Linked DNA regions of Mus musculus: all the other regions are linked to region 1. Evidence: chromatin contacts called from public promoter capture Hi-C data. All regions are on one chromosome and are shown on one strand. The core of a region is the stretch at or near the end of the contact, and the rest is flanking DNA. Distances in the headings are between cores, read along the strand shown.

The links. Capture Hi-C pulls out chosen DNA fragments and counts their contacts.
Region 2: a promoter capture Hi-C map of liver shows a contact between it and region 1, with 2.5 times the contacts expected there. The contact joins the promoter of Snap23 here to the promoter of Ino80 in region 1. A contact is called at or near these places in 1 of 39 promoter capture datasets (liver), 3 of 115 datasets of contacts at active chromatin or transcription factors (astrocytes, microglia and pancreatic cancer cells) and 2 of 9 other capture datasets (adipose tissue and liver).
Region 3: a contact with region 1 is called in a promoter capture Hi-C map of liver, with 4 times the contacts expected there. The contact joins the promoter of Adal here to the promoter of Ino80 in region 1. A contact is called at or near these places in 1 of 39 promoter capture datasets (liver), 3 of 115 datasets of contacts at active chromatin or transcription factors (astrocytes, double positive thymocytes and neural progenitor cells) and 1 of 9 other capture datasets (liver).

What each region holds. Positions count from the first base shown.
Region 1 is chr2:119,474,489-119,479,214 of GRCm38.p6, reverse strand. Ino80 (INO80 complex subunit) reads left to right here and starts at 1,528. Exons shown (of 36, transcript NM_026574.4): 1 at 1,528-1,836.
Region 2 is chr2:120,565,770-120,570,303 of GRCm38.p6, reverse strand. It overlaps Snap23 (synaptosomal-associated protein 23), which reads right to left and starts at 2,633. Exons shown (of 8, transcript NM_009222.3): 1 at 2,498-2,633.
Region 3 is chr2:121,140,390-121,145,121 of GRCm38.p6, reverse strand. Adal (adenosine deaminase-like) reads right to left here and starts at 3,029. Exons shown (of 10, transcript NM_029475.2): 1 at 2,819-3,029; 2 at 2,468-2,598; 3 at 1,913-1,973. The coding sequence starts at 2,878. It overlaps Lcmt2 (leucine carboxyl methyltransferase 2), which reads left to right and starts at 4,424. Exons shown (of 1, transcript NM_177846.3): 1 at 4,424-4,732. The coding sequence starts at 4,522.

The DNA of each region.
Region 1 (4,726 bases), core at 279-2,778:
TTCCACTTGTCTTCTCTCTTTAAAAAAAGATGGGCTTCTTTCTACTTGCTTTGATTCTTGCAGAATTATTTTTGTAATTTAAAAAGATCGCCTGTGTGTATATATATCACACGCACACGCCACAGCATGTATGTGGTGGTCTGAGGACAGTAAGCAGGAGTCAGCTCTCTACTTGTACCATGTGGGTTCTGGTCTGGTTATCAGAATTGGTGACAAGTGACTGTGTCTGCTGAGCTGTCTAGCCAGACCCTCTTATAAAGTGTTACTGTTAAACTTTGTGAACATTTAAGGTCTTGTTTACGGACACTTTTTCTCCTGAACTTAAAGCATATCGAGGCCAAGAAACATTAAAAAAAAAAAAAAAAAAAAAAAAAGAGCCGGGCGTGGCAGCGCACGCCTTTAGTCCCAGCAAGCGGATTTCTGAGTTCGAGGCCAGCCTGGTCTACAAAGTGCGGTTCCAGGACAGCCAGGGCTACACAGAAAAACCCTGTCTCGAAAAACAAACAAACAAAAAAAAACAAGACATTTTTTAAATAATCATTTTCTAGACTTTAATTTTAAGCAGTTCAGTTCCAAAGGATGCAACTTGGACCCAACTGGAGTTGCACAAGGCACAGTACAGGCAAAACAGATAATATTAAACAAGCGATTCTTGCAGAAAACGAAAGGGTGAAGTCCAACAATTCTATATACGTCTTGGAAACGAGTGGATTAAGTGCAGAAGACTGCATGATGGCGCACACTGTAACCTCAGTCCTCGGGAGGCTGAGGCAGGAGACATCCCCCGAGCTTGACGCTAGCTAGCCTGGGCTATTAACCAAACCCAGACAAAATAACCATGAAACAACCGCCCCGCCCCGCCCCGCCCGCCCCAGCTCTGCGGTTGCTCGAGTGTGGGCAGGGCGACTCACCCCACTGGGGAAATGGAAAGTGCATGGAAGGTGAAAGCGCCTTCGTGCCAACGGTCTCGGGCCGAAGGGGGACAGTGTCGTCAGGAAGACGACCAGGAGACGTCTCCAAGTTGGCTCTTACAAGGATCCATCCCCGCCCGAGCTGGCCTCGGGGTAGGCCAGCACTACCTGGAGAAAACTTCCAGCGACAACGCCAAGCAGTCCCTCCCACCTGCAGGACCAAAATGAGTCCCTGGTTTTTGGGCGGTTTCCATTGACGTTACTTCCGGAAAAGTAACCTTTCTGTGGCAGTTGCAGGGCCGCTGAGCTCTCGCGACATCTCCTCCCGCGAGATCTGCTTGCTCACTCTAGCGATGACATCCTCCTCCTCCTCCCCGTCGCCTTTCGGCAATCTTCGCCAGTCCCAGCCCCGACCAATCTGCACTCAGATAGTATAGATGAGGGTCTCCCCCAGAACCCCGGTCCGCGCGGGGCGTCGGGCGGCGGCAGCGGGGTACAAGCTGCACGAGGCCGCCCGTAGCGGCACGGTCGGCGGACACGGGCTAGCGACTAGCAGTGGGCGTGGGCGGGGCAGGGCTAAGCCGGCCGAGTACCTGCTCGATTGTTCTGGCCTGGCTATGGCGCCTCTCCTCCCCCCCGCCATGGCTCCCCGTGTCCCTGCTCCGCTCCTCTCAGTGAGTGAAAGTGGCCGCCGCCGCCGCCGGCCCAGCGCCCGCAGCCGCCTCAGCGCCGCCGCCATCTTGGGGTCCCAGGAGCCGCCGAGGGAGCGAGCTAGGAGCGTTCCCGTCCAACGCAGTCACCGTCCCTCGGCCTCCGAGAGCGAAGCGCGGCTCCACAGTCGGCGGGGCGACCCCCCCCTCCGGACCCCGCCCGCCCCCCGCCCCCCCTCCGCCGCCGCCGCGGCGGCGGGGCCCCTCGGCCCGAGGTGAGGTTGAGAAGACGTGGGCGGGTGGACGGAGGGGGTGTCGTGTAGGCCCCTGTGCGCCCCTCTCTGCGGGCGACGACTGGGCCGCTTCTTAAAGGGGCCGTCGCCCCCGGCCCTGGGGTTTGTTGGGGTTAGAGAGGATGGGTGTGGACACTCCCCATAGGGTTGGGACCTCAGAGACCTGGGCCTCGGCTCTCCTGTCGTGTATCTCTGGCTCTCCGGGGTTATGGGTGACCTCGGCCACCCGAGGAAGCCCGTGGAGCACCCACACGTGGGGAGTGTTAGGCCAGGTGCACGTGGGACCCGGTGGGGCGGTGTCGCTCTAACACGTGTGTGGGTTTGGGAGTGGGGAGGGGCAGGGCGGAGGCTTGTCGGGCTGGACCAGGAACCGGACGAGGGTTCTACCTGTCAATTCAAACGAATGAGATCTATGGACTGGATAGAGTATCAGTTTAATGGGGAGCGAGCCACGGTTACGGGCGAATGATGCAAGTTGCTAGTTGGTGTTAGACGGGGACAGGCTAACACGTGCACAGACTTAGAAATGTGTCTGTGACAGCACTTCTGGGTTTTCGAGGCGTTTGCAGTGCGTCTCAGCAAGTGTCATCTTACTTTGACAATTCCTTCTTGAGCTTGCTGATGAAAAGTACTACTTCCGTAATCACGGAGGATGGAAGCCCCCTACAGTTTAGAAGTTGGATATTGCCGAAGAAGGCGTTTAACTATTTTAGTTCAGAACCAACTGTGCTCAGGACTCTTTGATTTACATTCTTGTACTTCTTAGGACTCGGGAAGGAATTTGGAGGTTGAACTCCTTAAAACATCGCTGATGATCAGCTTAGTTTTCCCAGTTAGTGATCCATGATTTACATCCCTAATTTTCACTGTGGGTTATTGATGCTTCCTTTCTTCCGGTCGTGTCTTTTTTTTTTTTTTTTTTTTTCTTTTTCCTGTTTGTTTTTTGTTTTTGGCCTGGATGGCCGGGAACTTGATATCCTCCTGCCTTAGCGTCCATGGTGCTAAGATTATAACTGCACTTCCATCTCTGGCTTTTTTTTTTTTCCCCCGAAGGAGTAACATCTTTATCAGATATGATTGCAGCTCAAGTGAATCAGGCACAGTTCAGAAAATTTCAGTATTTGCAGACTGTACACCTATCACCACCATTTAACATTGACTTTAAAAGAAGGTCTAGAAGTTTCTTAAACGTCACTTTTTCCTCTTCCCACAACATTTGGTAACAATCTATTTTCTGTCTTAGATTTTTTTTTTTAAATGAGACAGGGTCTCATAATGTAGGTCTGGATGTCCTGCAATTGACTATGTGGAGTGGGTTGCCCTGCAGCTTACAGAGATCAGTCTGCCTAAGCTTCCTGAGTGCTGGGGTTAAAGGTGTGCAACCCTGCCCAGCAGATGTGCTATGCTTGACATTTCTGACTTACCTAAAGGCATGCTCAAATATGTACCCACATTTTACCAGCTGCTTTCATGTAACATGTTTGAGATTTATGTATGATATAGCATGTAAACTTTGTTGCTTTTCTTTTATTGCTGTTACTTTTTTAAAAAACATTTTGTTTTATGTATGTGAGCCTGAGTATATGATGTACTTATATGTATGCTGGAGCCCATGGGGGCCAGTTAGAAGAAAGCATCAGGTCCCTTGGAACTGGAGTTACAGGTGGTTGTGAGCCACTATGTGGGTGCTAGGGACCTAACCTTGGTCTTATGAGAGAGCAGTAAGCGCTCGTTAATGCTGAAATGTCTCAGCTCACCATTCTGGTTTTTTATGAGCCAGGGTAGTTTTGAATTCATAATTCTCTTGTCTCTGCCTCCTATTAAAGTATGGGATAATAAAGGTATGGGCTATCTGGTTTTCTTTTATGCTAGAAATTAACAAGCACCATCATTGTATAAAATAACCATTTGAGATTGTTGATTTGGTGGTTCTTTGCATAGGCTTTCGCATCTTTGTACTTATCCAACTTTGGGTCTAAAAACCTTCAAAACTTTTCAAAAAGCAGAACTTGAATTTGCTTTGGACCCAGCACTCTGATGAACAGGCTAATGAAGTGGTGTGTAGGCAAACTATGTTGAGGGCTGCCTCAGCTGCTCACAAGTCCTACTCTCCCTTGCACTGGTCTGAGCACTATTCACTTTACATCTGTCTCTTTTGTGCTGTGTCCTTAGGTCTGTGGTAGTTATAACTTCTGAACAGAAACTCCCACACCACCCCCATTTTACTATTCCCTAAACAACTACTCTCATCATGCTTATCTAGTGTCACATTTAAGCATAACCTAATGGTGACTTAACCTATGTGGAGGTGTGTGGATTATGTCAAACAGTGCATCGTTTGAGAGAGCAGCACTGGAACCAACCTCCAGGGTACTGAATAATCACTATGTACTCATGAGTGACATTTTGGAATTACGTATAGGACCATGTCTTTGCCACATAGCCCAGGAATATAGTAGTTCATACCTCGAGCATTTGTATAAGCCCACTGTATGTTTACATGACAACAGAAATAGCTCAGAGCTCAAGGTCACATTTCTCAAGAGTGTATCTTTGTCAGTAAATGATGTGTGTGCCTAGTAAAATCTGCTTATCTTCTTGAGTAGGGGAGGGGTAAGATAGGGTAACATAATGTTGTAGCCCAAGGTGACTTGGAACTTACTGTATGAACCACGGCATCCTCAGATTTTCTGCAGTCCCAGCTTTGAGCCACCTTGCCTGGTATCTGTCTGTATTCTAAAATGAATTTTGTTTTTAAGGGATTAAATTTGATTGTTTTAGTTTACTGTGTTCTTTCCTTTATATCAGTGGCTCTCAAACTTGTTAGTGCTTCAACCCGTTAGTTAATATGGATGGGTCTTTATGTTGAAGT
Region 2 (4,534 bases), core at 1,384-3,883, 1.1 Mb before region 1:
TTTAGTTTCTTAATTGAATAAGAGTAATCATGCTTAAATCCAGTAAATATTACATGGTTCATTCATGCAAAATATAACAGCACCTATCCCTAGGAGAGCAGCTCTCAGAGGAAAGCGTAAGTAGCATGCAGGAGGGAACCTAGGTTTAATCTTCAAGTACCAAATGCCAAAACAAAACAGTGCCTAGAACAGTGTTCAATATGGTTTATATGTATGTGTATGTATGTATGTATGTATGTATGTGTGTGTGTGTGTGTGTGTGTATATATATATATATATATATATATATATATATATATTCATTTTGTCCTGGTCTAAACAGTACCAGCTTCTATCTTTTTTTGTTTGTTTTTTTTTTTTTTTTCGAGACAGGGTTTCTCTGTGTAGTCCTGGCTGTCCTGGAACTCACCCTGTAGACCAGGCTGGCCTCGAACTCAGAAATCTGCCAGCCTCTGCCTCCCGAGTGCTGGGATTAAAGGCGTGCGTTACCACCGCCCGGCACCAGCTTCTATCTTAGTTCATTTTTACTATTCCTGGAACAAAGGACCATGAACATGGCAACTTACACAAGAAACCATTTATCCGACCATCATGGCCAAGGAGCACAGAAGCAAGCAGAGGGAGCTTGAGCAATAGCTGAGAGCTCAGATCTCTCAACCACCAGGTTGAGAGAACTAACTGGGAGACATATATTTAATATAGGTCTATTGTTTAATTGTTGTTTTGAGATGAGGTTTCATGAGGTTGCTGAGGCTGGCTTATATAACCCCGTCTCAGAAGTATTAAATATGTGATTATGGAGCACTGTCCTCAGAGCATAAATAAGCATTACCATCTTAATCAGAACAACTGGAATTACTCACAAAAGACTCTCAGGATTGGGGCCTGTTGACAGAGGACAGGGTGTCACTAGATACTCACCTGGGACTCCAGCTACCCACTCCCAATTCTGGCCCAGTCTCACTTGGTTTTATGGTTGCTACAATGTAGAAAGGAGACCCCACCCCCAACAAGAAGCCACCTAAAAAGCAAAATGAAACAAGAAGTCCTGCTAAGAATGATAATTATTTAAGGTACAGGCAAAGTTTAATCATTTAACTTACTTTAATATGGCCTGTCCCAGAAGCATGGTAAGAAAGTGTTTCCAATTTGCTATTATCTACTTGAATGTATTCTTTCGCATAACCTCTCACCAAAAGAACAAATAACAAGTGCTCAGGGAATTCCTTGGGCATCAACTTTGCCAGTAACAGAAATACTAACTTTTCTTACTTTGTCATGAAACAGCTTTCACAAATTTGAACTTCAAAGGACTTAAGCTTTGTGTGTGTGTGTGTGTGTGTGTGTGTGTGTGTGTGTGTGTGTGTGTGTGTGTGCATGCCTTTAATTTCAGCACTTGAGAGACTGAGGCAAGCAGATCTCTGAATTCCAGGCCAGCCTGAGCTACATAGTGAGATCATGTCTTTTAAAAAAAAAATGCTTTAACAAGTAATGCCTCATTGGACCAAACTGACCTCGAACTCACAGATATCCATCTGCCTCTGTCTCCTAAGTACTGGGACTAAAGGTGTGCACCACTACTGCCCAGGGCCTCACAGAATTTATGCATAGTATTTTCCAAGAAAAAGAAGAACGTGAGAAGGATCTATTTTACCTTGCTATGACTGAACTACTAGCATTTTACCAGGATATCTCAAAACCCTCTTAAAAGGCAGCAGGGCAAATGAAGTTATTTCGATCCTTAAAAAATATCTTCAAGTAAGAAACTATACTATTTTCACAAGTAAGATACTTATTTTCTTCAAGTAAGAAACTATACTATTTTCTGAGAACACTTGTCAAAAGCTGCCAGTTTCTAAACTCTTCTGCAATCCCATCCGTGCCCCCAGCCCAAACCTACCCAAATGACAAACAGCAAAAAGGAAAGATCTTTTTCCTCAACTCGGTTGTTTTTCGCTTCCTCTACCGCCAGTTTGCTTTTCCAAATAGTGCAGTGACTAATGATTAAGGACGAAGGAAAGAAGTGTAACAGTACTTTAAAATACTTTCCTCACACACAAACCGAATTGAGGAAAAAAAAAATCATCTTTTGACTGACCATATTCTTGGCGCTTTCCCACGGGGAAGCCTCAAGATAAGCAGGGAATTTCCTAGACAGTGGAGCCTGCAACGCCAGGACCCTCGGGGTCATTCTTCTAACAACCATTTCAGAACTATGTGTTCATTAGGGCCACCAGCCAGACAGTCTGTTAATACTAACGAGAAACATCGTGAGGCTGAAGGTGAGGGACGAGGAGCCGAACCACCCAAGTCCAGGGCACCACCATAGCGCCTCCCTTCCTGCGAGGGCTCGCGCTGGTCGCCAACGCCTGGCGATCTCCTTCTCGGCCCAATCCACCAAGGACTGGCCGGAGCTCTCTTCTCCCCTCAAGTCCGACCCCCAAAACGTTGGACCACCACCACCACCACCCTTTTTCTCCTTGGGATATCATCCTACCTGTCCCGCTGACTAGTTCCCTCAGCTACTTTCCAGAAGCCTCACCCGGCGGCTCCGGCCACTCCTCTCCAGCCTCCACAGTTCTCGGACTCTAGAAGATCGGACAGGGTGCGCGCTCCCTCGCGCGCATGCGCCCGGAGGACTTGTGCGCCTGCGCAGTCGCAGGGCGCCGCGGGGCAGACACACCTCTACCACTGGAGCCAATCGCCGCGGAGAGGGTGTTAAATCTCCTGCCACGCAGGCGGAGATCCTGGGAAGTCACCCGTTAACCCTACAGATTCTCCCCGGGAGGAGTTCTTCCAACTATCATCCCTGAAGGCAGCCTTGCACGGGACGCTTTAGTGTTTGAAAGACTAGGAAAAACTCGCGACTGCCAAAGTCTACAGGGTGTTTTGGCCCGTTTAAACCAGGGAAATAGATGCGTAAATACCTTTCAGTTAACAGAATACGGTCACAGGAATTCCGAAGCAGCTTTGGCCAACAATGAACAAAACATTTATTTTGAGGAATGTCTGAAGGATTGACACAGGAAGTTACTCTTAAAGTCACGAAGGATATGATAAGTAGGAGTACTTCGGAAGTCTACGAGATAAAGAGTTTTCCAGGCAGTGGGAACAACAACAACAACGCAGCGCCTTCTGGAAGTTTCTTGTTAGAAGTTTAAGAGTTCGCTTTCTGAGACAAAAGAAAATGTGAAGACGTGGTAGCTCACATTGTGTAATCCTCAGGCTATCAGAAACTGAGGCTGGAGGATCACTTGACCTCTGGAATGTAAAGCCAAACTGATAACTTAGTGAGATCCTATTTCAGAGTACAGTCTATCACTGGGTTGGGGGGGAGAATGGAAGAGCCCTTTTAGCCCCGAGACCACCGCCATCAGGGCTGAGGATCAAGCTAGATCTTTAAAGGTCTTGTAAAATTTGGAATAATAAACCTAGGATTCGTTTTATACCCATTGAGTTACTGAAGGATTTTAAACAACTTGCCCCAAAAATTCTTCCAAGCATCTCTAAGAGTAAAGCAAAACAAATAAATAATATATAAATAAAAATATATATAAATAAATAAAAAGCTGGCAATATAGGGAATAAAAACTATTTCATAGAAATAGCCTCTTCTTAAGAGATAGAAGAAGTCTGAGAAATATCATTTGAATTTAATACCAAGGGATTGGTGATAGTTGACAGACATTGCAATAGTTTGGAGAAGAGAGAGACATGGGGACATTATAAAATGCTTTTGGAAACTTTGGCTTTTGTCAGAGGAAAAGGAAGAATAATGTATCTTATTCGTTTTTATTTTGTTAGGATGAAGACAGGAGGAAAAAAAAAAACCCAGATGAGAGAAACAGTTGAATTAAAAAAAAAATCAAGGGTGAGGTTGAGTAAAGATCGTGATTGGGTTAGAGCTTCAGTAGTCAAACCTCAGATGAGAGTTGGTGGTGTACACCGACAATCCTGGCACCAAAGGGGATCTTTGTGAGTTTGAAGCCAGCCCAGTTTACAAAGTAATTCTTTGTCTCAAAAGTAAATAAATAAAATTATGGGCTGGAAAGGTAGCTGTTCTTCCACAGGACATAAACTCAGTTTCCAACACCCACCTGGTAGGTAGCTCACGACTATCTGTAATTCCAGTTCCAGGGGATCCAAACCTTCCTCTGGCTTCCACAGGCACATATACAAGGATGGTACACAGACAATCATGCAGGCTAAATACCCATACAAATAAAATATAATAAAAAAAATCAATACTGATAGGAGGTTTAGATAGTGGTTAAAACCCATAATCTCAGCATCAGGAGGTGGAGAGGCAGATTAGAAATACAAAATCATCACCGACTATGACAATATAGTGATGTTGAGGTTAACATTAGCAACCAGAGACCCTGCCTCAAACAATAAAGCCGAGAGGGCTGAGGCTGCCAAGAAGGCTCAGCAAATAAAGCACTAGTTCTCAAGCCTAAGGGCCTCGTTGATTTTGATCCCTAATTTTGATTCCATATAGTTGCAGGTCCTCTGACTTCTCTATATGAGCACT
Region 3 (4,732 bases), core at 1,780-4,279, 1.7 Mb before region 1:
CCTGGAGGCAGGAACCTGGAGGCAGGCAGAAACTAAGCAGAAGCCATGGAGTTCTGCCTACTGGCTTGCTTCTCAAGGTTTGCTCAGCAGGGGTACACTGTCCATGGCAGGCTAGGTCCTGCCACAGGAATAATTAACCGAAAACTAATCCAGTAGACTTGCCTACAGACCAATCTTATGGAGGCATTTTATCAATGAAGACTCCCTTTTGCTGTGTCTGTCGAGGTTTGTGTCAAGTTGACAAAACCCAGCCAGGATGACCCACAATCTCACTTCTATAGCAAGTGATCTCTTAGTCTTATAGATAGATGTTCATGTCATATACGACTACTTCACTGTTATCACCTGTGGATGCTTGTGCCAGCAGCACTAAGCCAAATGCATAGAATCTTTATGTCTCATCTCATTTAAGAGCTTTCCACCAGCTTTCAATCTGAAACAAAATGAAAGCAGGTAAACAAAGCATTACTCTACTCATAGCAGATCAAGCTCTTAAAACCTAGAATTTCATTCTCTTCCCCGTAATATCCACTAATAAAGTAAGATCTAAGCTCTTGTAGCACACAGTGTTCCCTGGCATCTGCCAAGCAGATAATGAGAGTGCATCATTTTGGATGCCTATAAATCCTTCTCTCTGCATCCAACAGAGAGCTTCTCGAAGTCCATGGCTCCATCTACTGACAAAGCCCCAGAAGCAGGGGCTGTGTCTAGGTCTCTTTATGTCCCCTTGGTAAAGTGACTGATACATTGGAAATACATACTTAACTTTTGATGAACAGATTATTTTTTTAATGACAATTCTTTTAAAAATCAGTGTAAGACATTGGCCTAAGAGCTAATTAAAGTCTGTTGTTTAAAAAAATGAAGTGAGGAAATTATTAAATTATCAAAGTTAACTCTTCTCTATAAGGAAATCAATACAATGAACATGCTTATTCCAAGGAGGGAAAAAACTTACTACTTCAAAGTTAACTCTGCAGAACACAGATACATATACATATACATTTTTGGGCGGGGGGCAGACAGGGGACATGTAGGTGTGGTAAGAATCAAACCAAACCCAGGGTCTCCTTGATTTTGTGGTCCTTTTTAAGTGCTGGATTACAGGGATTTGTCACAGTTTTCCTTACTGACCTGGGCATGGTGGTGAACACCTGAATCCCAGCATTTGAAAGGTGGAGACAGGAAGACTAGGAATGCAAAGCCAGCCTCAACTACAGAGAAAATATGAGACCGGTCTAGGCTCCATGAAAAAGAAGAGAGAGAGGAACAGATAAGAAATATGCCTATCTGAGGACAAATATTTCTCTTTTGTGAAAATTTATTTTGTATGCACAAATGTTTTTCCCTGCACATATGTCTGTGCACCACGTGTGTGCAGTGCTGAAGAGGTCAGAAGAGGACCAGGTCAGATGCCTAGAACTGGAGTTACAGAGGGGTCCCAATACCATGTAGTTGCTGGGAATCAAACCCAGGTCCTCTGCAAGAGCAACCAGTGCTCTTAACCACTGAGCATCTCTCCAGCTCCCAACTATTTCTTATGACATGTCCTACATGGAAATCAGGGTCAGGCTCTCCTGCCTTTCTCCTCCCCGTTCAATACAATGCTGACCTTGGTTCTTCTCTCACTCCCTTCCTTTCCCTTCCACCCGCTTCCTCTTTTTTTAAGACAACAACAGACTTTACATTAGCTCTTAGGCCAATGTCTTACACTGACTTTTCAAAGAGTTGTCATGAAAAAAAATCTGTAAATTAATAGAAAAAGAAAGGAAAAAATAAAGAGGGGGAAGGAAGTGGGGGGAAAGAGCAAGCATCTCCATCAGAGCGTGGATGAAAGCCAAAGGACATGCGCAAGGTGAGCTGTGCACTGCTGTGGAAAGTCACGCCATTTTAACCTGCCTCTGTGTCTCACCATCAGGATGTCCTCAGCACTAGTAGTAAGCTGATGTATAACTTGGAACATCTGGAAACATCTACAAATGAAAAAAAAAATGTCTTAACACACTTCCCTCATCAAAACCTGTTACTCAAGAAAAACCCTCAGAATGGAATTAATTAGTAAATTTGAGGTTAATAGTAAGTATATATTTAAATTTACAAAGAACTATAGGATACACCTTTTTTCAAAATTACATTGATCTAGAAAGACAATTTAATAGCTAAAATAAGATATTACTTATTTATATTGAAAAGTATGAAACAGCCATTCCTATTCTTTAATCCTGCCAGGACTAGCAAATAGAGAAAAATCAATCTGTCTTTATTTTCAAATCTAAGGAACAACTCAATATGACAAACAATATAAATCATTAAACATACTGTCAGTCTGACAGTTGGAAAAGCACTGTGAGTTAGGTTATATATTTTATGCCAGATGTCTACCCTATCTAAGTATTAAAATCTGATTCTTATATATTATAATCCCAAAATACAGCCACAAAAAATTCCCACAACCTCCCAAACTCACTCTTGTAAAGTCCTTTTCTTCCCCTTGTCAATCATGGTCATGTGACCATGAACGTTAAGATGTGGCTTCTTGGCTATCAGTTTCTTCATGGTACTGGAACTAATGGAGCCATTCAAGTGGGCATGGAGCTCCTAACACAAGAGGACAATCAGTTCACAAGAGTCCACGAGATCCAGAGCCCCATACATCAGGCCCTGGTGGCCTGGTTCCTAGTTGTAGTTTATACTAGGCCAGCTACTTGGTTCAGCTATACCCACTCTACAATTTCTACCCATAAGCTTTACTTCTCTTTTGTGGAAAACAATACAAAAGCCATTATACAGTAACAAGAACTCTGTAGTTAATTCTTACCACTTTTGGTAATTGCAGATAAAAGTCTGTCTTCCCAGGCCACTGCTGTCCGGCCTCCATCACTTCAGTAGAAGGAAAAGTTTCTCTTTGCTCTTATTCTCGGCTTGGACGATAAACTTATCAAAGTGGGAATCTCTGAGGTGCTGGACTTCCTTCAGATTGCCATTTTAAACAAGACTTGCACTATGTGTGGCTCTGGGATCACTTTCACCTACAATAACAAATGTAACTATTTTCAGATCTAACATGCAAACAGAAACACAGTCACTGCTGATATCTTCTTTTTACACCTCCCAAGCCCCCTCAACCCCCTGCTCCCACTAACTTAAGTTAAGCAAAGCTAACTTAGGTGTGTCTGCAATGGGGAAATGACTAGTAAAAAAAAAAAAGAACAAGAAAAAAAAAAACACCCGAAAACTAAAAATCCAGCGTTCGTCTGTCCCTTTAACTCTGGGCTCCTTTAATCTACTGCGTAGGTCAGGTTAGCTTACACATGTAGCACGAATTTGCTTTTACAAGAAAACATGTTATTTCATATTTACGTCGCACAAACACTTTCCTTAAATGGGTTGGGTCTGTCAGGCGAAAATCCTGTCTCTGGATGGAGGGTAGTATTTGCTGCCTCCTGTCTCTGATCCTTCTGGTCGACTAGATGCCTTTATTAACATATCTTGCACGCACTGAATCATTCTGCCACACAATCTGCTCTTCTAAGACCACTAACGAGTTCCTAACCCTAAAACATTTTCCAATAACCAAATCTTCATAGAAAATTTTTCTTGATCCAGTTGGACTCCAGAACTCATACTCTCAGCCGTTACATACTACTGCTCTGAGTTAACCATTCTTCAAGTCTTTCTATTTCCTTTCCTAATCCAAGCAGACACTAAATTAGTAAATGATGAAGTTTCTACGCATCTCTGGGAGTGCTTTCTTACTGGTATCTCCTAAGCATCAAATGTAGAAACTTTAAAAGTCCAACCTGGGTTGCTTCCTTTAAACAACAACGCCACAGGGAATAATCACATCTCTTCTATAGCGATTTTCAGCAGACATACTCAATACCACATACGAATCACAGAATCTTGGAAGTGGAGGGGAGTGTCATTTTTACATGCTGAATACTTACTCACTGTAGACCTAGCACAGAATTTAGACTACATGAGAATAAACAGCACGTACAGGGGCAGTGGGTTAATAATAATCAGTAATTATCCGTAAAGGTCTCTTTCTTCACTTTCCATATGGCCTAATTTAAGATCTAAATGAGTTCTCCCTCGCAACGAGAACACTCAATAAAGGAGCAACTGTTACTTTTGTGCAAGGACCAATCTACTCTGGATTGCTTAAGATCCGAGGTGCTGGTCCTCTTTTGCCGGACCAAACCGGTATCAGGTCGTCAGCCTCCGATTCACCTAAAAATGTTCTCAAATAAGAGGATCTACACAAGTTTTTTTTTTCCCTGCAGAAAATGCCTGTACAAAGAGGTAACTTGAGCTCTCCAAGCGCTAGCTGTTACCGAAGCAGCTGGCGTGTTCCCAGGAAAACGTAATTTGGAAAGGGGGGGTGGGGGGGGGGAAGGTCAAAAAACCTCTCGCGGGTTTTGGCAGAGAGCGGTCTTCTCGGAAGTGACGCACCCAGAAGCGGATGAGCGGGAGCTCGGTAAGTGTTCTGTGTGCAGTATTGCTGAGCACCTTCTCGTCATGGGCCCGCGAGGCCGCCAGCGCCGGGCGGGAACGGTCCAGAGCACCAACGACAGCAGCTCCCTCAGCAAACGATCGCTTGCCGCACACGGATACGTGCGCGACCCCTTTGCGGCGCTGCTGGTCCCGGGACCCGTGCGGCGCACGCCGCTTATCCACCGCGGCTATTACGTGCGCGCGCGCGCCGTGCGTCACTGCGTGCGCGCCTTCC